2 separate regions of the Sus scrofa genome follow, and region 2 is linked to region 1. A link is a contact called in public Hi-C data. All regions are on one chromosome and are shown on one strand. The core of a region is the stretch at or near the end of the contact, and the rest is flanking DNA. Distances in the headings are between cores, read along the strand shown. Region 1 has its middle 9.0 kb from the start of MEIS2. Region 2 has its middle 72 kb from the start of C1H15orf41.

The links. Hi-C and Micro-C count contacts between places; a contact is called where the count stands out from the background.
Region 2: a contact with region 1 is called in a Hi-C map of fetal heart ventricle, with 7 times the contacts expected there. The contact joins two enhancer-like sites. A contact is called at or near these places in 1 of 5 promoter capture datasets (liver) and 7 of 47 Hi-C or Micro-C datasets (alveolar macrophages, brain, embryonic fibroblasts and 4 more).

Annotation. Positions count from the first base shown.
Region 1 is chr1:134,001,527-134,007,722 of Sscrofa11.1, forward strand. No RefSeq gene overlaps it. Among named protein-coding and RNA genes, the nearest start is that of MEIS2, 9.0 kb to the right of the region's middle. Within about 2 kb of position 2,180, at least 27 of the 83 cell types and tissues checked have an H3K27ac peak or open chromatin away from gene starts, as enhancers often do.
Region 2 is chr1:134,607,500-134,613,848 of Sscrofa11.1, forward strand. No RefSeq gene overlaps it. Among named protein-coding and RNA genes, the nearest start is that of C1H15orf41, 72 kb to the left of the region's middle. Within about 2 kb of position 3,277, at least 7 of the 83 cell types and tissues checked have an H3K27ac peak or open chromatin away from gene starts, as enhancers often do.

The sequences.
Region 1 (6,196 bases), core at 930-3,429:
TAACATTTTTTTATTGTTAAAAAAGAAAATCTTTCTTCCGACATGCTCTCTAAACTAAGCACAAAGAATTTTCCTTGTCCCATGAGTAACCTAGCAGTAGTGTGGGAAGTAAAGAGAGGAGTAAGCTGATGGTTGGATTTCCTAGTTCACGTGCTAGAATGAGAACACAGCCCATGACTATGCTAAATGTGTTCCATCAACTGTGGAAGGAGCAAGCAAAATGCAAGGTATTTAATTGAAGTGAAACTAAAAACTAATATTAAACGTATTATTCAATATCCCTATGAGGGTCCTTAAAATAAGAAAAGGAAAGAAAATTCTCATAGAGAGTGAGCAGTCAGAGGTTGTTAATTACTTCTTGTGTGAGAATTAAATTTGCTTAAGGGGAAAGCCCTGTAGTAATTATCTGAGGTCAAGGGGCCCATCCCCAATCTGTCAAATAGAGATGAAAGTCCCACTCAGGACACCTAGTAATGGGGAACTCTTCCTACACAAATGTCTTCTGACCTAAACATGTTATGTCCCAGAAAGTCTGTACTTCGGTTGTTGGGACCATGAAATGAATCTTCTAAAAGCCAGGCTGTTATAAACTGTGAGTCGGCTGGACCAGCCCTCAACGCTCATTTAAATCCAGAATCTAATTCAACTAGAGCTGCAAATGTACTTCCTGGAATGAAGCAAGAAAGGAAGTGACAATACTGAGAACTTGGCCTGGCCCATCCCAGGTTGGGTCCTGCACCTTGCCCATTCTCACTGCCTCTCAGAGGTCACAGTTCTAGAGCCTTCAGGCCCAAAGCAAGAATGCCAGCTGCCTCTGTTCCTACCAGGACCCAAGGAGTCTCTTTTGAGTGAACAGTGAGTGTTTTGACCCAGAGATGCCTCATCTTGAACTCAGAGGCCTTTTTTGTTTGTTTTTTACACCAGGGTAAGCAATTTATCATTTATTCTGCTAAAGGAGAATAGTTACATTTTTAGTTTTGATTGTTTGACAAACTTCTCAATTGTAACAATGTCAGCCCCTGAGTAGTAAGGTGCTGAGTTTCTTTTGGGGGGAGCAGCATTTTACTTAACTCTTCAAAGACCATCAACAAAACCTGAGTGAATACTCTCAGGAGAAAATGTTCAGTTTGGGGCTTAGTTTTAACTAGCTAGTTAATCATAAAAAGTCTGGGGAAAAAACAAAAAACAAAAAACAAAAACAAAAAAACCTGGGTGTAGGAAATCTTTTCCAAGAAAAGAGATTTTCTTGCCTGCGGTCAAACCCTTGCTAAGCAAGTTTTTCGATTACTTGATAATCATCAGTAATTTCATCATGTCTTGGTAGTGAGAATGGGGCTAGGGCAGAATAAAAGGAAAGAGAGTCCAGTGCCCCTGGTGAACCAGTGCTGAGTGCCTACTTGTCAAACAAGCCTTGTGAGGGTAAGAGCCAACCTCTGCTTTATGAGAGATTGAGAGGTGAAAGGGGCTCCGATGTAGGCCCTGGAAAGATCAAGAATGTTGAACCTATCCCAAAGTCACTTTCAAATTAGCTTCGATTTAGTAACTTTCCTGGTAATTTCCCCAAACTGGGGAACGGAAAATAAGGATAAAGTGATATCTAAAAAACCTGTCTTTTAGGATGAATATTGTAGGGGGTGGTAGAGAAGGAAGAAGAGAAGAAAAGAGGAAGGAAAGATGGGAGAGGGAGGGGGGAAGGAAAGAAGCTAGGAAAAGAGAGAGAACTCTGCCAGTTGACTTCATTTCCACACGAATCCACCCACTCTGAGCTTCTGTTGTTGCTTTGTTTATGCAAAGTGAGCCGGGCTGAGACAGAGTGAAAGAGCTGAGAGATCCACGCCGAAGAAGGCAAAAATAATTTTTAAAATGTAAATGAAACTAAAACACACACACGCAAACGCGCGCGCGCGCACACACACACACACGCACACACACACACAGGCACGCAAGCAAACGCACTCCTTTGGTTGGGGCAATCCCTGCCTCTAGACTTTGAAATGAAAACGAGCCGAGGAGGGTCGGGTGGGAGGCCCAGCAGCAGCAACGGGGAGCATTGTCGGTGACCGAAGGAGCTCTGGTGAATATCAGGTTCGGATTAGTGACAACTCAGAACTCACCGCGGCGGTTGGGGGAGGGAAGTTTGCCAAGCTCTCTGAACTCGACGGCAGAGCGGGCAGCTTCCTTGGGCGCCGGGCGGAGCTGGATGTACCCGAAGAGACCTCTGTCCAGGCCCAAGCGAGCCGCGCCGCGCTCACACCCCGCTCCGAGATTGAGTTTGTCAGCGATCATAAAATGGGAATTGATTATTCCAGCCACCATTGATTAGGGAAGAATGCTTACTGCAGCAGCGGGGGAAAGGTTAAGAGGAAATTGACCTTCTTCCTAGGTGACATAAAGTCATTAGGTAAATGAGATATTCACACCGGAGTTTTAAAAGGTCATGCTCAATTTTTATTTGTAGCCTGAAGAGTCAACCTGGAGCTTCGGCTTAGTGCAGGAACCCCGCGCTCCAGGCCAAGCGGACCACAGGCAGGGGGCTCTCTGGCCGCGCCGGGCGGGGCCGAGCATGGGGGAGGGTTATTGTCTGGCGAGGATCGCACCAGGGTTGGCGGGGGCCTGGGGACCCCGAGCCTCGGACCTGCCGCCTGACCCGTGTGTGCGTTTCTGTGCACACGTGCGCGCGCGCGTGTCCCACTAGGGGATCTGTGCTTCGCGCCCGCGTGGCCTCGCTTCGATTCGCCCGCCAGCCAAGGGGTGTCCGGCCGAAGCGGACAATTAAAAACCCTTACCCTGCTAGAGCCGGCCACTAATCACACAGAGTGAAAGTGTTGTGTGTGTGTTTAAAGGAGAGTGAAAGATGTATTTATGCACATATTTATCCCTCTAATTACAGGAATTAATCCTCTTATGACTAAAAGGTAACGTCAAAGGACGTCCCTTTGATGTGGAAAAGCATCATTTGTGACTCACATTCAGACTGATTAAGGAATAATTGTTGTTAAACGCTTTACAAGAGGAGTGTGTTTAATTGAGGGGCATTCGTAATTTTCCGGCTTAGTGCAAAATTAAACGTAATTAAAAACTCAGAAATTCCAACTGATTTTCCAATTATTTTTATTGTCTGAGCTAATTGTTACACAAGGGTATCACTTCTCCCCAAAGGCATTACCAAAAAAAAAAAAAAAAAAAAAAAAAAGCCATCTTACCTTTCCCAAATATTCGCTAGCTAGGATGAGCAGCTTCCTTCTGGTACTGGCCAGGTAAAAACTTTCCTCACTCCCCTCCCTCGGTCCCGCCTCGCGCCCCTCCCTCCTCCACTGTAATTAAGCGTTTGAGCCGAGAACTCTCCCCTTTCTCTGAGTTCCTGCAACACTTGGGATGTGAGAAAGTGATGGCAGTTCTCTTCTGCAGATCATTACAGCAAAACTGGAAGTATCTATAGAAGGCTGATGAATTTCTTGAAGTAACACTTGTCATACATGGCGGAGAGATTAAAAAAACCTAAGTAAACACAGCTCTCTGGGGGCGATCCCTCGACGCCTCTGCCTTCAAGTGTGTGCAGGAAGGAGGTAACAGGCAAACACGGACTGCGAGATGTTTATAAACGTGCACACGAAGACATGCAGATGCACGCAGGAAACTTTCTTTTGCTTTGCTTCTCTCTTTCTTTTCTTATTTTTTTTTCCTTTCTTCCCCCCCCCCCCGCCCCAAGATTGGGTATGGTAAAGCTTTTCAGTTGGATTGTGATTTTTTTCCCCAATGCTGAGATTGCCGGCATAAAGCCAAGCTATCTTCGTATGTATAGCTTTTCTTTGTGTCCAAATAGATTTACTTAAATACATAAAAAGGTTTATAAAAAGTGCTTCAGTGTTATAGAAAGAAATACATCCTCACAGATAGTCCAGAAGTGGCCCTGTCTTTCCTATCAGTCTTGGAGGGAATCCTAGAAAACAAAATTAAAAGCATAAAATTAGGCAGAATGTGAATGTATAAATATCAATTAGTCTAGACAGAAAGTGCGTAGCAGTGGAATGTTTGCCTTTCAATAAACGTCTTTAGTTTCTCCCGTGATTTTTTAGGACAGAAACTTCAGTGGATTCAAGCTTTCTATCTGACTTTCCCATCTACCCCCAATAAAATAAATGATTGCCTCTGATCTGACGTGCCAGGTGAAAACGGGTAGAATTAAAACTGTCAATTCTGCTTCCAACTTGTATCTTTTGATGGAGTTCAAAAGCTTTTAAAGGTAAAATGTGCCGATCATTTCTATGTATTGTTTCTTTTTCTCCTTTCACGGCTTTTAAGTAAAAAGAAAGGAAAAGTGTTTATATTTCCAAATTCGTTTTCCTAGGAAGATCTGAATCCTCCCGGTAATTTGATGATAGACCCTATTACGTGTGAGATCGTGTCCCCCAGCGAAGCCTAGTTTACAAGAGTGCAGCCAAGGAGGTACAGTGAAGTCGTTTTTTGTTGTTGTTGTTGGTTTTTTTCCCTACCTAAATGTTTATTTGGAGCTGAGATGTGGCTATTTAAACCTGAAGCTTTCCAAGTACTACAATACTGTTACAGAGAAAGAGGTGAAGTAGACAGAGTTGGAAAAGAAAAGAGGAAGGTTCCCTTTGAAAGTCAGAAATTGTGAAAAAGACATGTAATCTGATGTATAAAATTGAGTAAAAGAGGCAGTGCACACTTTAGCTGAGGCAAAGACTGTTGAATCCTTTGAAGCAACTGACACGGATCTTCCAGAGATGGGAGGAAAGAGAGAGATGGGATGGGGGTGGGGGAATCCTAGAGTGGGCATTTTATGTAAATGAGTAAATTCGAAATGTAGTACAAATCCAGTATAGTAAAACTGACAGTTCTGACAGTATTGACAACATAAATATATGTTTGAACACTGCACTTTCAGACACTTAACCGATGAAGCAATAAAAAAATTCGACTACAATATTTCAAATAATCGACATTGATGTTTTGATACATCATTTTTATACTCCAAATCGATCTATCACTCTGGGGCTGGTCAATTTTAAGTAAAAATGGGCTGCAATTATTTGCACCTTGGCTAATGATGACCTAATAACAATATTCAATTAATTACACCCAAACTGTGCTTTCTTCCTTCAGCATGGGAGTGGGAGGGGGCAAGTCTTGAGGGACAGAACCTATGATTGTGTCATCCTCTACCCTTCTTTCTATTGTATTTTTGAGATTATGGAGGGAGGATTTCAGAGTTGGGAAAAGGTCTTTGTGTGATCACATACACTGCAAGCTGAGGCCCTGTCACTTCAAGTAGCCACTGACTGGGTCTGTATTGGGGTCTTCACTCTTCCTTTGCAAGGTCAAAACTAAATTTAGGAAATTCAGTCATGAAGTTGAGAGAGTCTAACTGTCCCCCAGGCCATATCCCCCATCCTTTCCTTTGTTTCAAGGACTAGATGGAAGAGACTTGTTCAAAGGGAGGGCTGGAGATTTCTCTAAGGCTCAGTGTGTGTGTGTGTGTGTGTGTGTGTGTGTGAGAGAGAGAGAGAGAGAGAGAGAGAGAGAGAGAAAATTCTAATCTAAAGCACCCTATTGGAGTTGAATCTCTCCTTCCGCCCCATCCTCTCTGACCGCTCCCCACACACCGCTGAGGGTGTACAGGTTACTGTGAAAAAAAGCCACAAGTAAGAAAGAAGACAAATCTCTTCCAGAAAGGAGATGCTGGTGAGTACCACATCCTCAAGCGAGTTCCCGCAGTCTCTGAGGCTTTTTCTTCTTTGCCCTGTGGGGTTTCCAGTGAGCTTTCCTACTCTCCCTTTTTCCCCCCACTCGTATCCAGATTTGGTGTGGTGGTGTGGAGTGGGAGGATAAAGCTAATTTAATTTAAAAAAAATTCTGGACAGGCCCAGGATACAAACTCTAGCAGTCCACAGTGCTGTAAAAATTCAGCGGGCAGGGGGTGATGGGTGGGGCGTCAGGCGCCCCCACTCTAGCCCTTTCCCGAAGTGCTGTCCCCACCCCTGCGAAGCCCCGACTCTTCCTCAAACTTGGCCTCCTGACCTAAAACTTAGCCGGACTCCACTAGCCGGGATTCTAGTGTCTGATTTCTTTCCTCCTAACTTCACAAGTGCAGTTTAAGCCCCTCCAATCCACCGCCGGCTGAGACGCTGAGGCTTAAGCAACAGTGTGAAGCCACAGTAGGATGTGAATCAAAGGC
Region 2 (6,349 bases), core at 2,027-4,526, 610 kb after region 1:
GGATATACATCTTAGTTTCTCTCTTTCTCTCTCACTCGCGACAAAGAAAAGCCTTTTGTTCTGGTCTCCCTGGCACTACCTCATTCTGTGACTTTCTGCTGTCCCCTAGTGGCATGTTAATCTTCCTGACTACTGTGTGATTGCCTCTGGAACCAATTCTCTACTCTTCTATGCTTTTTTTTTTGGTGACTCTCATTAGCAGACATTTAAAATACTATTAAACAACCCATGAACTGCCTTTTAGAAGCAATAACCTTGTTGTTAGTCCAAACATTTCCCATTTATGAATTCTTACCCAAGTAAACATGTACAGGGGATGGGTGCTTGCTAGATTCATTGTGTTACCTCACTACAATAAACATTTCAGGTTTTCAGAATTTAACACAAAACTGATGAAAGCAAAATGTTATCAGTTTTGACTGGTCTATACATAACATACGGTAGCTGAAAGGTAATTTGTGACAGGTCAGACTATTTATGTCAATAGGTTTACAAACAAAAATTGTACTATTCCTTTTCCTTTGTTTTTCCAAGTCCTGGTTGATTACTATCATTGTAATATTTTCTGTTTTCATGGTGATGGTTTTCTATGAACTATGTAGGAAGAGACAATAAAACTTTATGGGTTTGACGCATTATGGAAAAGATTTTATATCAACAAATAACATGATGCTTTTTAAAAAAATGTTCTTAAATGTTTCTGTGTGTTAACTTTCTTTTAAATGCATCACAGTTATTTTTAAGATTTAGAGATAGTTGGTTATTTTATTTTCCTTCTCTGTTTTATGTGCTTGAGGTATAAGTTTTGGCTGTGATGGGGCCGGTAAATTTTTCAGTGCAGCACTTTGGTTTTCTGAATTAGCATGCCAAAATATAAGTAATGAGAATGGAATGTAAAAAGTTGTCAAAAGCAGTATTTCAGGTTTTTGAAATATTTAACTCACGCAGAATCACTGTGAGCCTGACGTACACAATTACTTAAAAGATGGCCATAAACAAACCGAGAAGAACTTAACAAGAAAAAAAAGGTCTGATGAAATCTGGCCCATTAACTGAACATTACAGAAATCCAAGACGTACACTGAACTAATGATTTCTTGGCACTGTCTTGTTTGGCACTTATCATGGTTTTGACAATTATCACATGAATAGCAACACTTTTTTTTCTTTCTGAACTTGGGGTGGTGGTGGGGGGAAAGGAGGCCCGAAGCCCTGAAAACTCCTCTTAATAATTCCATGTACAGTTTGGCCATGTGGAAGAAAAACAACTAAACTGTAAGATTCTGTTAAGTAACAATATTCTTGTTTCCTCAAAGAAGAGTTGGTAGAGTTTTTGAACTGCCTCTCTTCTGGAAGGTCAGATTGCTGCCCAATTTAGTCATTTCGTCTGTTTATACACGCCTCCATTGGGATAAGATATCCAAAAACAAAGCCTTAGATTGCAATCAATCTTGGCTGAAATGCAAAGCCATCCAGCCAGTCCAAGAAATTCTATTGACTATCACAAGGAAAGGGAAAAGGAAGAGTTTAAACTCCTAAACTTTTTCTCAAGAGAAGAGATAAAGTCCTTTTTTAAACCTCCTTGACAGATGGGAGACTCATGCTCCCTCCTTCAAGTTTACTCCATCACCCCATACCTCAAATTCAGATTACATGGTTTCCTAAAAACACATCCTCCATCAAACATTATAAATTAAAAAAGCTATTTTTCACAGGGAAGTGTCTGAGTGTGTGTGTGTTTTTAGTTGTCTATTTGGCTTGTAAATGTTCTAAAAATGTTCTTCTGGAGTTATTTTTAAAAACTCATGGTATGTTGGATAATAAATATTGTTACTCTGTCATTGGAAACACTGGAAACAACGTATTTGACAGGTTAATAGGAATGAGCATTCTATTAGAAATTTTAATTAATTTCATTTTAGAGAAGTGTGATCCTTTCAAAATCTTAGTTCTAATGACTAAATGGGCAAATTTCTTTGCCATTCTAGGTTCCATCCAGTTTATCTCGTAGATTATTTGGAGAATAAGGACGGGAAAAAAAAATATCCTTTTTTTTTAAAATACAAAATCTAGAGACAGTCTTAATAAATCTTCTCTAATGTAATCTAGCATTATCAGTGGCCTATTCTCTACAGAATTAGTCTTTCCAAAACAAATAATAAAGCTGAGCAGTCCTACTTTTTACAACTCTGGAGACTCTCTAAACAAAATGAACAGATTTATAGGGCTATTTTTAGTGTGTGTCACTTGCATGACAGTTTACATTTGCTTTCAAACCTTATTTGACATTCTTGGTAGAAAAATACAGGCAGAACACTCATTAAGAGTCTTAATAAAGGACAGTCTCCATAGGGCAGTTACCAAAACACCAAAGTTGAGGCATGTATAGGAATGTTCTCTGGATTTGACTTTATGTCGTGCTGCTTCATCTGCAGTTGTCTGAAAAAGTGAAGCCCCTCAACCAACATGCAGATTTAAGGTTCTGTTTATAAAAATCTTCAGGCACTGGTACAGCCTGCTAATAATAACTGAAGTAAAAGCACATTTTTGAGGGTAGGAATTTTCCCACAGCAACAGGTAAGTGCTGTTATGCCTAAATAACTATTATTTTTCCATAAACTGTATATCACATTAAAGTGAAAATTAACTTGCTGGAGATGTATAGTACAATGTTGTGATTTTCTGCAAACTGTTCTTCTGTGAGTAAAAATGCATGGAAAACCTTATGTAATGTTATGAAATATGTCATCACACAGAGATTTACAGAAAATACCATGTTATATTTCAAAATATAGATTCGAGGATTAAATATTTGCATTTCGTCTAAACCAAGTTTCTCCAGCAGTTTGTTCCATGTGAGAAAGGCCAGTGCCTTCCACAGGGAAAAGGGACCCCATTTCCCTTGCATATACAAATAAGGAATGAAGAATTCACCTCCTTTTGTTTATTCTGGAAAGATATTCTATCAAGAGGAAAATATTAGCAAGATAAAAGCAGATACATAGTTAACCACGTTGTCACGTCTTTTTCTCCCATGTACAGGGGGACATTTTGATAAGGTTAGCCTGTACAGGAAACCTAAATTGACACCCTGCTCCATGGCTCGTGGTACTTTTCTCATTAATCGTGTTCATGTAAAACTCCCTGGTAAGGAAATTCCTTAGCTGTAGACATCATTCAGCTGAGTCTTATAAATAGAGCTCAAATTCAAAGGTAAGAAAACAGACAAGAATTTTACACCAACCACCCTGATAAGATATGTTTTCAAAGCAAAAACACGTCTACCAAGTCTTGTGGGATGGAAATGTCCGATTAAACACTTAAGAAAACATGCTTTCCCACACAGCCGCTTCTTTATTTGCATGAAATAATTCCTTAGAACAACAAGTAACTTGGCACAACTATTGGAGCTTATTAAAATTCAGTGTACCACACGTTTAAACCTGAAAAAGAGATTTCTATAAAATTATGGCTTGACAGATTGCTCCCTCTGAACCTGCCTAAAATTGAAAAGTGAAAATAATACATTTGGACTAAAAGTAATATTCATCGCAACTGCTAAAAAAAATACAGATGAAGGCACTTTGGGAGGTTTCAAACAGTTTGCTACAGAGGACTCATCTAAGAAAGTGGTTTTATAGCTTGCTGAGTATTTTTAACTAGTTAAAGATGTTACTACAGCTACATTAAAACCATGTTATAAATGCCTCTGATTAAAAGATTGTCACTGATGGATTTTTTTTTTTTAATTTGAAGGTTTCAATCATCCTGTTCTTTAGGATTTGCAGTGGTGTAAAGGAATTGAATTTCCATAATAAATTTATTGATTACTAATTAGCTTGGTGGTGAGTGCCTAATGTGGGTTTCTATCTAATGTAAGGCCACTTTCAATTTCTTCTAGGACTGGTTTAGCTTGACCAATTTAACATATGAATTAAGCCAAAATCTCTTTCAAAATTCAGTGCTGTACTTATTCCTGCCAAAATAATAAAATAATAATTTATTGTTGTAATCTCAATTTATGGTTTAGTTAGGTTGACTGAAAATATGACTTCTATAAGGAATCCCTGTTGCCCCTTAAATTTCAGTTTGCTTTCCAATGGGTTTGTGTGCTGGTGAAAGTTGGTGCAACTGATACTACGTCTATTTAAAATAGCTGCTTTTGATTTTAAAATAAATTTAAACAGATAAAAAGAAAAACCTGAGCCTCTTCAAATAGATTATTTTATAATATTAAATAGCACATATATATATACACCAAGTCATATGATAAATATATTGCAAGTGGGGACAGACAAGGCATTTTTCAAAATTAAATTGCTATGACAAGCAGTTGTAAGGCAGTCTGCTTTCTTATTTTTTTTTTAGGGGGAGAGGGATGGAGATTAGAAGTATTATAATTGAAAATGTATACCCATAGCAAGTAAAATCATCTTTTAAGATATTCAACTTCCTCTTTTTTTAATCAAATACACATTTTTTAAAATAATTTTGGTGATTTTCCTTTCCAATTTTGGTGGATTTATTTCACATTTTACATTGCTTTATGTATTATATATTTTTGTCCATAAAGCATTATCCAAATGGTAGTTATTTATGTGAATAATAGGAAAAAAGGATGAAAATAAGGCTTTTCTCCCTATTCCATTATCGAAATGGAATATGATCATTAGCCAGGGCTGTGGTTTACAACATTTTGAAAAATAGCCTAAATAAATAGATGTCAAATTAATCAAGAAAGGACTATTATAATTATTTTTTAAAAAATGGTATACCATTAGGAATTTTCAGCTATAAATAATTGTTATGGGGAAAATAGAAGGTTGCATCTTTAAAAATTAGCATACTATACTTCTTTGGAGGGTTAAAAAATGCAGTACTCAACTTGGATTTGTGAAAATCGTGATTAAGGAACTGTTCATGATCTTAATAAAGTCATATGATTAACCCTGAATTTAGAAGTTGATGATGCAGCAATAGACAATACTGTGACTAACGTAGAGTGTCTGTCACTCTCTTCTATAATTTGCAAAAAGTATTTCTAAATCAGCCTCCTCATTCTCTGCAAAGGTGCCTCACTTTTGAAGCAAAGAAGTTTACTTTATCCAAATTCCTTTTAGTGCTTTCACTTTGTTACTCAAGTCAGAGACAAAGAATATTTTCTAGGGTATTGATTTTTCACTCTCCTGGGGTTAGTAAAAATGCATCATTTAGAGGTCCTGTAGGATGAAATGCATATAAAAATCAGTTTGGATTTCCAAACACCATTTACAGTGAAAGCAGAAGGAATTTCAATCAGTTTATCATGTGGTTCATATCATCTAGGTATACTTTTAATTAAACACTGCTCCATAAATACGCAAATAATGGAAGTTAGCAGAAAAGCAGTTGATCTAAATCATGACAGTTGCTCATTTATCTTTGTCCTAACTAGACAATAGGAAATGACACAACGCTGTTGTTTTCTCTGCATTAAGATTTCCTTCTTAAACAAATGCAATTGAGGCGGTTTGTTTTCCAACAGCCGGGCATACACTGCCAGTGGCCAGAGTTTTGTCTCGTCTTCATCCAGAGGAGGATTAATCTTGGTGATGGTGCAAACAAAATGTATGTCTGGGGTCAAAGGGCAGACTGCCTTTTGGGATCTGCATTACATTAATGTCATTTTTGGGTTCCTGACGTTAATCAAAACCAACACCATAAAGCGTCACTTAGCTAATTTGTGTATTATTGTCAATGTTACCATTAATTATGCGTTTGTGAGGAAAAAGAGGATTAATGAGATGTCACAGGTAATTTACAATGATCAGACTCCCCAGGACATTAAGAAAACACTAGCTGGGTAAGATTACCATGCAGTCATAATAGTATGCAAGAAGCAAAAGTCTTTGTTGAGGAACCACACTAATATTGTCCATCATTATCAAAATTTCCCCTCACTAGAGTAATTCCGAATTTGTAAATACCTTGCTTGAAATAAATGTTTGCCTTGGCCCCAAACATTAGCCACTCATGTATTCATTGTGAGACTTCTGTTGAGTTGTGTCTCTCTCCAAGATCTGAGGATAAGCTCTTGTTTCTCTTGAAAGGTAGGCAAGCCACAGCGGATTAATTCTGTAGTCTGCCCCATGAACTTGAATTCACACATCATATCTTTAGGAAACCATTTTAGGTGGTTGGAGTAGTTGTATTTAAATCAGGCTGAAAAAAAGATCTCTTATATCACATCATTTTCTCCAGCTTAGTCCTCACTCAGCACCATGTAAAGAAGTGGCTTTTGCTTTTTCTCATCTCATTTCTGGTGTTCGCTCAGTAAGGAGAGACAATAGTCTTGGGTAAGGATTATATC